Linked DNA regions of Arachis hypogaea: region 2 is linked to region 1. A link is a contact called in public Hi-C data. All regions are on one chromosome and are shown on one strand. The core of a region is the stretch at or near the end of the contact, and the rest is flanking DNA. Distances in the headings are between cores, read along the strand shown.

Region 1 (3,450 bases), core at 110-2,609:
AAAAACCCGCCAATTTAGCGGTGCAGATTTGGCGAATTTTTTTAATTTGGCGGGTTCTAAATACTAGCTCGACCCAACGGAACCCGTTTTGCCACCCCTAATTTTTTGCATCTATCTCTGACACCTTTATGACACAGATTGTTAGCACCTGAGATTTGTTCAATTTTTGGAACCCCTCATTATTCGAGATGTGGCCAATTGTGTATTTATGTAATTATGTTGTACTTGATGTATTTTTGTAAATTTTATATTTATTTCATTTAAACAAAAAAAATCCTAATTTGATTTTGGAAAAAAATAATCACAAATTTTTAAATTATAAAATTTAAAATTTAAATGGTTATAAATCAATTCAACTTCAATAATAATAGTTTGAAACAGATTAAACTGAAAATAAATTAAAATCAACAAAATAAAAATTATAATATTTTGAATACAATTAAAAAATAGAAATCATAATAAATTCTATTAATTTTTTTTTCACATGATTTTATCTTTTAAATATATCAAAATTATACTACAAACATTTTATTTTAGTTGTCCAATATTCTTATCTTATTTAGAAATATATCTATAGCGTTCAATTTTCTTTTTATCATTATCCAATACATCTATCTTATTTACCATGATTACTTGACAACGAAATAAATAAATAATACACAATAAAAATATAAATAGTTATATTTATATATATGTGTGTGTGAATTTTGTTTTCTTAAATTAAACTCCTCTAAAATAAAAAAACAAAATTGATAAAATAATAAAATAAAAAATTAATTATTTTTAAGTAAAAATAATAATTTTATATATGGTAAAAGTTATGAATTTACTAATGATTGATATAACTTTATCATTTTACTAATTGTGGTTTTCTAGAGAATTTAATTTTTTTTGTTGACTGTATGAAATTTAATTAATCTATTTAGAAAATATTTATAAAATAAATTAGTATTTATTTGGATACTATTATTTTAATAAAAAGATTTTTTAATGAAAAATATTTTTTTTATTTTTAGTGTATTTGACAAATTTTTAGTAGTAAAACTAAAAATAAAATTATTAAAAAATAAAAAAATAATTTTTTTAAAAAATTATAATTTACATATTTTTTTTTAATATTTTTTAAAAAAATATTTTTTACATAATAAATAAATAAAAAATACTTTTATATTATTATATCTAAACATAATTAATAAATAAAAAATATTTTTATATAAAATATCTAAACATAAAATTACTTCTAATTTTACTTTTTTATAAAAATTTAAAAAAAAATAACTTAAAAAAATATTTTTTTAAAAACTCATCCAAACAAATCTTTAGTCTATCTAAAAAAAAAAAGTAGTAATATATAAAAAATGAAATGAATAGGGTTTAAAGGTAGAAGAGTGTGGTGTGAGTGAGAGCTGGGTAGCGAGGAGTGTTGAGTGCAGCCCAATCGGAGTGAAACAAGACCTGAATCCAATCCGTTTCCCATTCTGATCCATCGCAATCGCATCGCCTTTTTCTCCATTCTCTCTGCCTCGCCGGTGCCGGATTCTCAGCTCGCACTTTCCTTGCTTTGCTTTGTTTAGGGTTTCATCCCTTTTTTGCTTTTCAGGTTCTGTTTTCTTTCTCTATCTCTCTACCAAAATCTCTTTGTTCTTCGCTCGCTATGGCCTCTGCTCACTCCTGCATCCCACCCCTGTCGTTAGCATTTAAGCATTCCATGTTCTTTAGAATTTAGGAGAATCGTTCCTTTATGCTTTCAACTTATTGTCACACTCATCCGACGTATTTCTAAATCCAGTTTTCGCACCTTCTCAGATTGCAGCTGTTTTGTGAGACTTGGCATTACACATTCACACAGTGCTGGCAACATGGCTAATTTAACTCTAACTGGCATACTAGAGAAGGTACATAGTTTTCTGTCCTTTTTGGAATGAGCTTGAGAGTATGGGTGCCATTATATATAGTTATTTATGTTAATTGATTCCTTTTCGGTTTTTTCTGAATTGTTTCTTGTAGATGACTGGAAAGGATAAGGACTATAGATATATGGCCACGTCTGATTTGCTTAATGAGTTGCAGAAATCATCATTTAAGGCTGATACTGATCTAGAGATGAAGTTGACAAATATCATCATACAACAGCTTGATGATGCAGCTGGTGATGTTTCTGGGCTGGCTGTCAAATGGTACAGCAATTCTCTATGCTCACTTGTATATTTTAGTTTTGCTTTGCATGTATGTTTCAAATAGTGTTATTTCGTCTTCTACCGTCAGTTATGGATTTATGCCACTGTTTTCGAAGGTTAGTTAAGTATAATTTAAAAGATTTTGTAGGATTTTTTTGCTCATTCTGCTATTCTCTTTTTCTGTGTTGTTACTATTATTATTATTACAGAAGCTAAAATCATGCCTACACTTTTAATAACTTATAATGAAAAGTCAGCTTGTTAATCCCCGTTGTTTTTACAAACGCAAGTGTTGCAGAAAATTATTTGTTCAAGGGTCTTCGTTGTAGGGAGCTCAAGTTACAATGAGAAAATAAAAAATAAATGATAAAGTTTGATACTTTTCAGAAATGTATTAAATATTATATTTATGAATCTAACTTGATAAAAGATTTGCAGTCTTGCTCCATTAGTGAGGAAGGTGAGTGAGGCAAGGGTTGTGGAAATGACCGAAAAACTCTGTGATAAATTGCTAAATGGGAAGGATCAGCATCGTGATATTGCCAGCATAGCTTTGAAAACAATTGTTGCTGAAGTTTCTACTCAGTCTCTTGCCCAGTCTATTCTTCATTCTCTCTCACCACAACTGATAAAAGGAATTACTGGCTCAGTATGTTCTTAGTTATACTTAAAACCTCTGTTCCTTCAATTTTAATAATAACTCATCTGTATCCGTGAGGCCAATGGCACATTCATTAAGTTCCACCTTTTTTTGGTCTTCAGGCCTCTCTGAGTTGATATTTTCTATTTGTAGATGATTTTATGTTTATATTATCAGTTTCTTCTGATCTGATCTGATATGTACCTATTAGGCAATAGTTGTTTAAGACATAAAAGATATTTAAATATATTTTATTTGATTTTTCGTACTTATGAAGCAGCCATTTCATTTTTTAATATTTAGACCTAAGTGTTTCAATCGATATTTATTTGCACATCCTTAATACTGTGGCTAAGTAACACTCCGTTTTTCTTTGCTTCTATTTATGATGTCAGAAATTTTATTTCTCATAGATTCATTTTATTTTTGAAAAATGTCATGTGACTTTTTTCCTCCTCCCTTATTATTATATATAGCTACGGGCAACTTTGGGTTGTTTTTTCAGTTTATATTTTTAGCCCTGCAACTTCCAAGGTTTATGGTGTAACATGAACTATATGCATAAATGTGAAACTGCTAATTGTGATTTATGAACTCTTTAATTAGTGTTTTTCTAAGTAACATGCCTTTTTG
Region 2 (3,582 bases), core at 824-3,323, 100 kb before region 1:
TGTAAGGAGCTTCTAGACTATTCAGTTTCGGAGCTGGCATGGTCCATGGGAAGGATGAGAAGAATCCGTGGCGGAGATACAAGTGCGTAATAGGGTTGATAGATGGTGTTGATTTTGTGGAAAATCGTGCGCCAGCGATGGAGAAGGGTTTGAAAAAGAGGGAGAGTTGGAAAAGAGAGTGTGAGGATGAGACGGAGGTGCAAAGGGACGGAAGAGCGATGGTAGCGGCAGAGGAGGAGGAAGCTGCCGCCATGAAATAGGGATGGGTGGTTGAAATTAGAAATGAAATTGAAGAGGGATAGGGTTTTGGAGGGTTGGGTGCCACGTAGGTTCAGATAATAACGAAGCAAGCACTTAACCAAAATAGGATATTTTTGTCACACGGAGGGCAACTCTCGTGGATACAAGATCAATTTCGATCTATCATGGATACATATGTCAGCTTTATGAGTACAAATGGTCATTTATTCTAGATGAAACTATGCCTCATGATTTTTGTTAAACTGATTTTTATTTTTTATCTTTTAATAAAAAATCTTATTTAAGAAATGATAAGGAAATTATGGTAAAACAGCGGGAATAAGTAATTTTAAGGGTTAAGTATTGTTTTCGTCTCTAAGGTTTGAGGCCAAAATCAAAATCGTCCCCGACATTTTTTTGTTATTAAAATCATCCTCAACGTTACAAAATATTATAAAATCGTCATTTTCTACCTTAATTTTATTTTTTTTACCAAATTATCCTTAATAATTAATATAAATAATAAAAATAATATTAAAAAATAAAAATAAATCCTCCCCCCTCCACCTATACCCCCACTCCGTAATCTCTTCCCTTTCTTCTCTCCCCATCCCCTTCCTCATAACCCCTCTCCCTTTTCCAATCCCTCAAAGCTTATGAATATGTATGCCAAGTGTAGCGACCTTGATGCGGCCAAGGGTGTGTTCTTTGGGATGTGGAGGAAAGATGTGGTTTCTTGAACTTCCATTATTGTCGGCAGTGCGCAGCATGAAAGAGCTGAGGAAACATGGGCTCCGTGACAGCATGGTTTCGACTGATGTTAAACCGAGTGAGGTGACATTTGTTGGATTGATTTAGGCCTGTAGTCACGCTGGTTTGGTTGGCAAGGATCGTTGGATTGATTTACCCCTGATGAACCTACTTGGGCTGCTTTACCGAGTGCTTGTAAGCACCATGGTAATGCCAAGATGGCGATTAGGATTGCTAATCATCTATTGAGCTTAAAACCTGAAGAGTCTTCCTCCTATATATTGTTATCTAATGTTTATGCTGGGGCTGATATGTGAAAAAATGTTTCAAAGGTGAGGAAGATGATGATGGTAGTGGAAGTTAAGAAACAACCTGGGTATAGCTGTAGCTACATTGAATTGGGAAAGGAGAGTTATGTGTTTTATGCTGGAGAGACGTCTCATCCGATGAAGGGAATGGGGAGAGAAGAAAGAGAAGAGATAGGGAGTGGGGGTGCAGGTTGGGAGAGGGGAGGGGAGGGGAAATGGTTGGTTTTTATTTTTTAATATTATTTTTATCATTTATATTAATTATTAAGGGTAATTTGGTAAAAAAATAAAATTAAAGTAGAAAATGACGATTTTATAACGTTTTGTAATGTTGAGGATGATTTTAATAACAAAAAAAGGTTAGAGACGATTTTGGTTTTGGCCTCAGACCTTAAGGACAAAAACAGTACTTAACTCTAATTTTAAAGATATTATTTAAAATTATAATATTAGTAAATATAAATAAAAAATATATTTTTAAATTTCCTTCGTTTCTTTTTTATTTTTTGGTAGATGGATTGAACAACTTTTAATTTTAGGTTACACACACTACACCCACACATACACATAAAATTTACTTTTTTATCAAGTTTGCATTACATGAAACTTGAACTTAAGACCTCTCGTTCATTTCTTAATATTTTGTACAGAATTTTATTTTTCGGACTGTTATTGAAAACTGGGCTGAGGCCCAACACATTCTTGACTAACCATAAATCATCCTGGTCCGGTACCACTAATGATGAATAATACGTAAAAGAAACAAAAGCCCAACAAAAGACTAAGCCCAACCTAAACCGATGTCATGCTTGCCTGCAAGATTAAGAGAAATGGGCCTTTGCCCCTGCTGGAATACAAAAACATCAAAACAAGATAAATTGTGGCATGACAAAAAAAAAATTTGTGGCAATGTATATTTTCAGCATAGTCATAGTCATCCATAGTCAACCAACTTGGGTTGGTCGAGTGGTCAGCTCACTCGTCCGCTTAAGCAAGTGTCGGGAGTTCGAACCCCGCCTTGTGCATGCAGCAACTCATTGGCCAGCGACAGACCCTTAAATGGAGCTCAGATTCGCGACGGATTAGTCTTCAACCTGTCGGGTTGGGGGATACCGTTTGGGTAAACCAAAAAAAAAATAGTCATCCATAGTCATGGACAACAACTAATTTCGATTGGTCTAAATAATTTATTGACAAACAACAAATTTTTTAATAAAACTAAAATCTATAATAAATTAGTCATTTGTCTACGGGGACGAACGATACCACGGAGAATTAAAAAAATAGTCATAGACAACCAACCTCAAATCATAAACATTTCTATCGCTAAGATTTCTGACCAAGTTAATATGTGGCTATGTGCATCCTCTTCCATTTCTTTTAAGATGAATAATATTAACTAGCTAAATCATTAAAGGACGAGTAAGGAGCCATCAGATCATAAGACTAACTTCATAGAAAGATGTATGTTCACTATTCGGACCAAATATTTATCAATATATAGAGATCGAAAGTGATGGACTCTGAGCTACCAAACAGAAAAGCACTGTGGTGGTGAGCAGGGTGACAGAATGCGATAGATTAGAGGCAACTTTTTTTTTTTTATTATTTTGTTAATTAATGTATGCACTTCAAATTAAATAAATTATACATTGTCACTGCCATGCATTAACATAATATATATGTTGCAAGTTGCAACGGTCTTGGCTCCGATCCGCGCATGATATATAGTAGTATGTATATTTACCCGCTATATATATGAGTTACAAATTGAAGGGAAAATAAAGGAAGTAGCAGGCATGCATTAAACCCATAAACATGAAAAAATTAATTGCTGGCACGAGAGGTAGGGTTCCTTAGTCCAATATCTAACATATATGTCCTCCAGCCATATGGATATGGCCATGGCCATTTCAGAGTGGCTTTAAGTAAATGATTGCATGGGCTTCCCATTTATGGGAAACACTTTTTACTACTCTCATCCTCGTATCATCATCACCTATGGCCTATGCGCTATGGGCTAGCTATATGGCTCATTCATCCATGCATATTCACTCATTCATTTTGGTTTCATGGGGAATTGGATTCTTTGTATTCAATTTATTGCAACTATACTACTACTACGTACTACATATACCTGCAAATCAAACTGCTGTACGTTCTCATAAGCACGCAGGCACACGCATATATATATATGCGTGACACGTATACTTATATATCAATTTATATTACATTATATGAAGAAGAAAATAGAACGAATGAGTTGCAACAGAATTAATTGAGA

What was found. Hi-C and Micro-C count contacts between places; a contact is called where the count stands out from the background.
Region 2: a contact with region 1 is called in a Hi-C map of leaf, with 3 times the contacts expected there. The contact joins the enhancer-like site here to the promoter of LOC112722747 in region 1. A contact is called at or near these places in 2 of 8 Hi-C or Micro-C datasets (both in leaf).

What each region holds. Positions count from the first base shown.
Region 1 is chr11:134,764,900-134,768,349 of arahy.Tifrunner.gnm2.J5K5, reverse strand. LOC112722747 (cullin-associated NEDD8-dissociated protein 1) reads left to right here and starts at 1,359. Exons shown (of 29, transcript XM_025773879.3): 1 at 1,359-1,600; 2 at 1,807-1,895; 3 at 2,008-2,177; 4 at 2,616-2,826. The coding sequence starts at 1,860.
Region 2 is chr11:134,865,707-134,869,288 of arahy.Tifrunner.gnm2.J5K5, reverse strand. No RefSeq gene overlaps it. Among protein-coding and RNA genes, the nearest start is that of LOC112721870, 5.6 kb to the left of the region's middle. Within about 2 kb of position 2,073, at least 3 of the 3 cell types and tissues checked have open chromatin away from gene starts, as enhancers often do.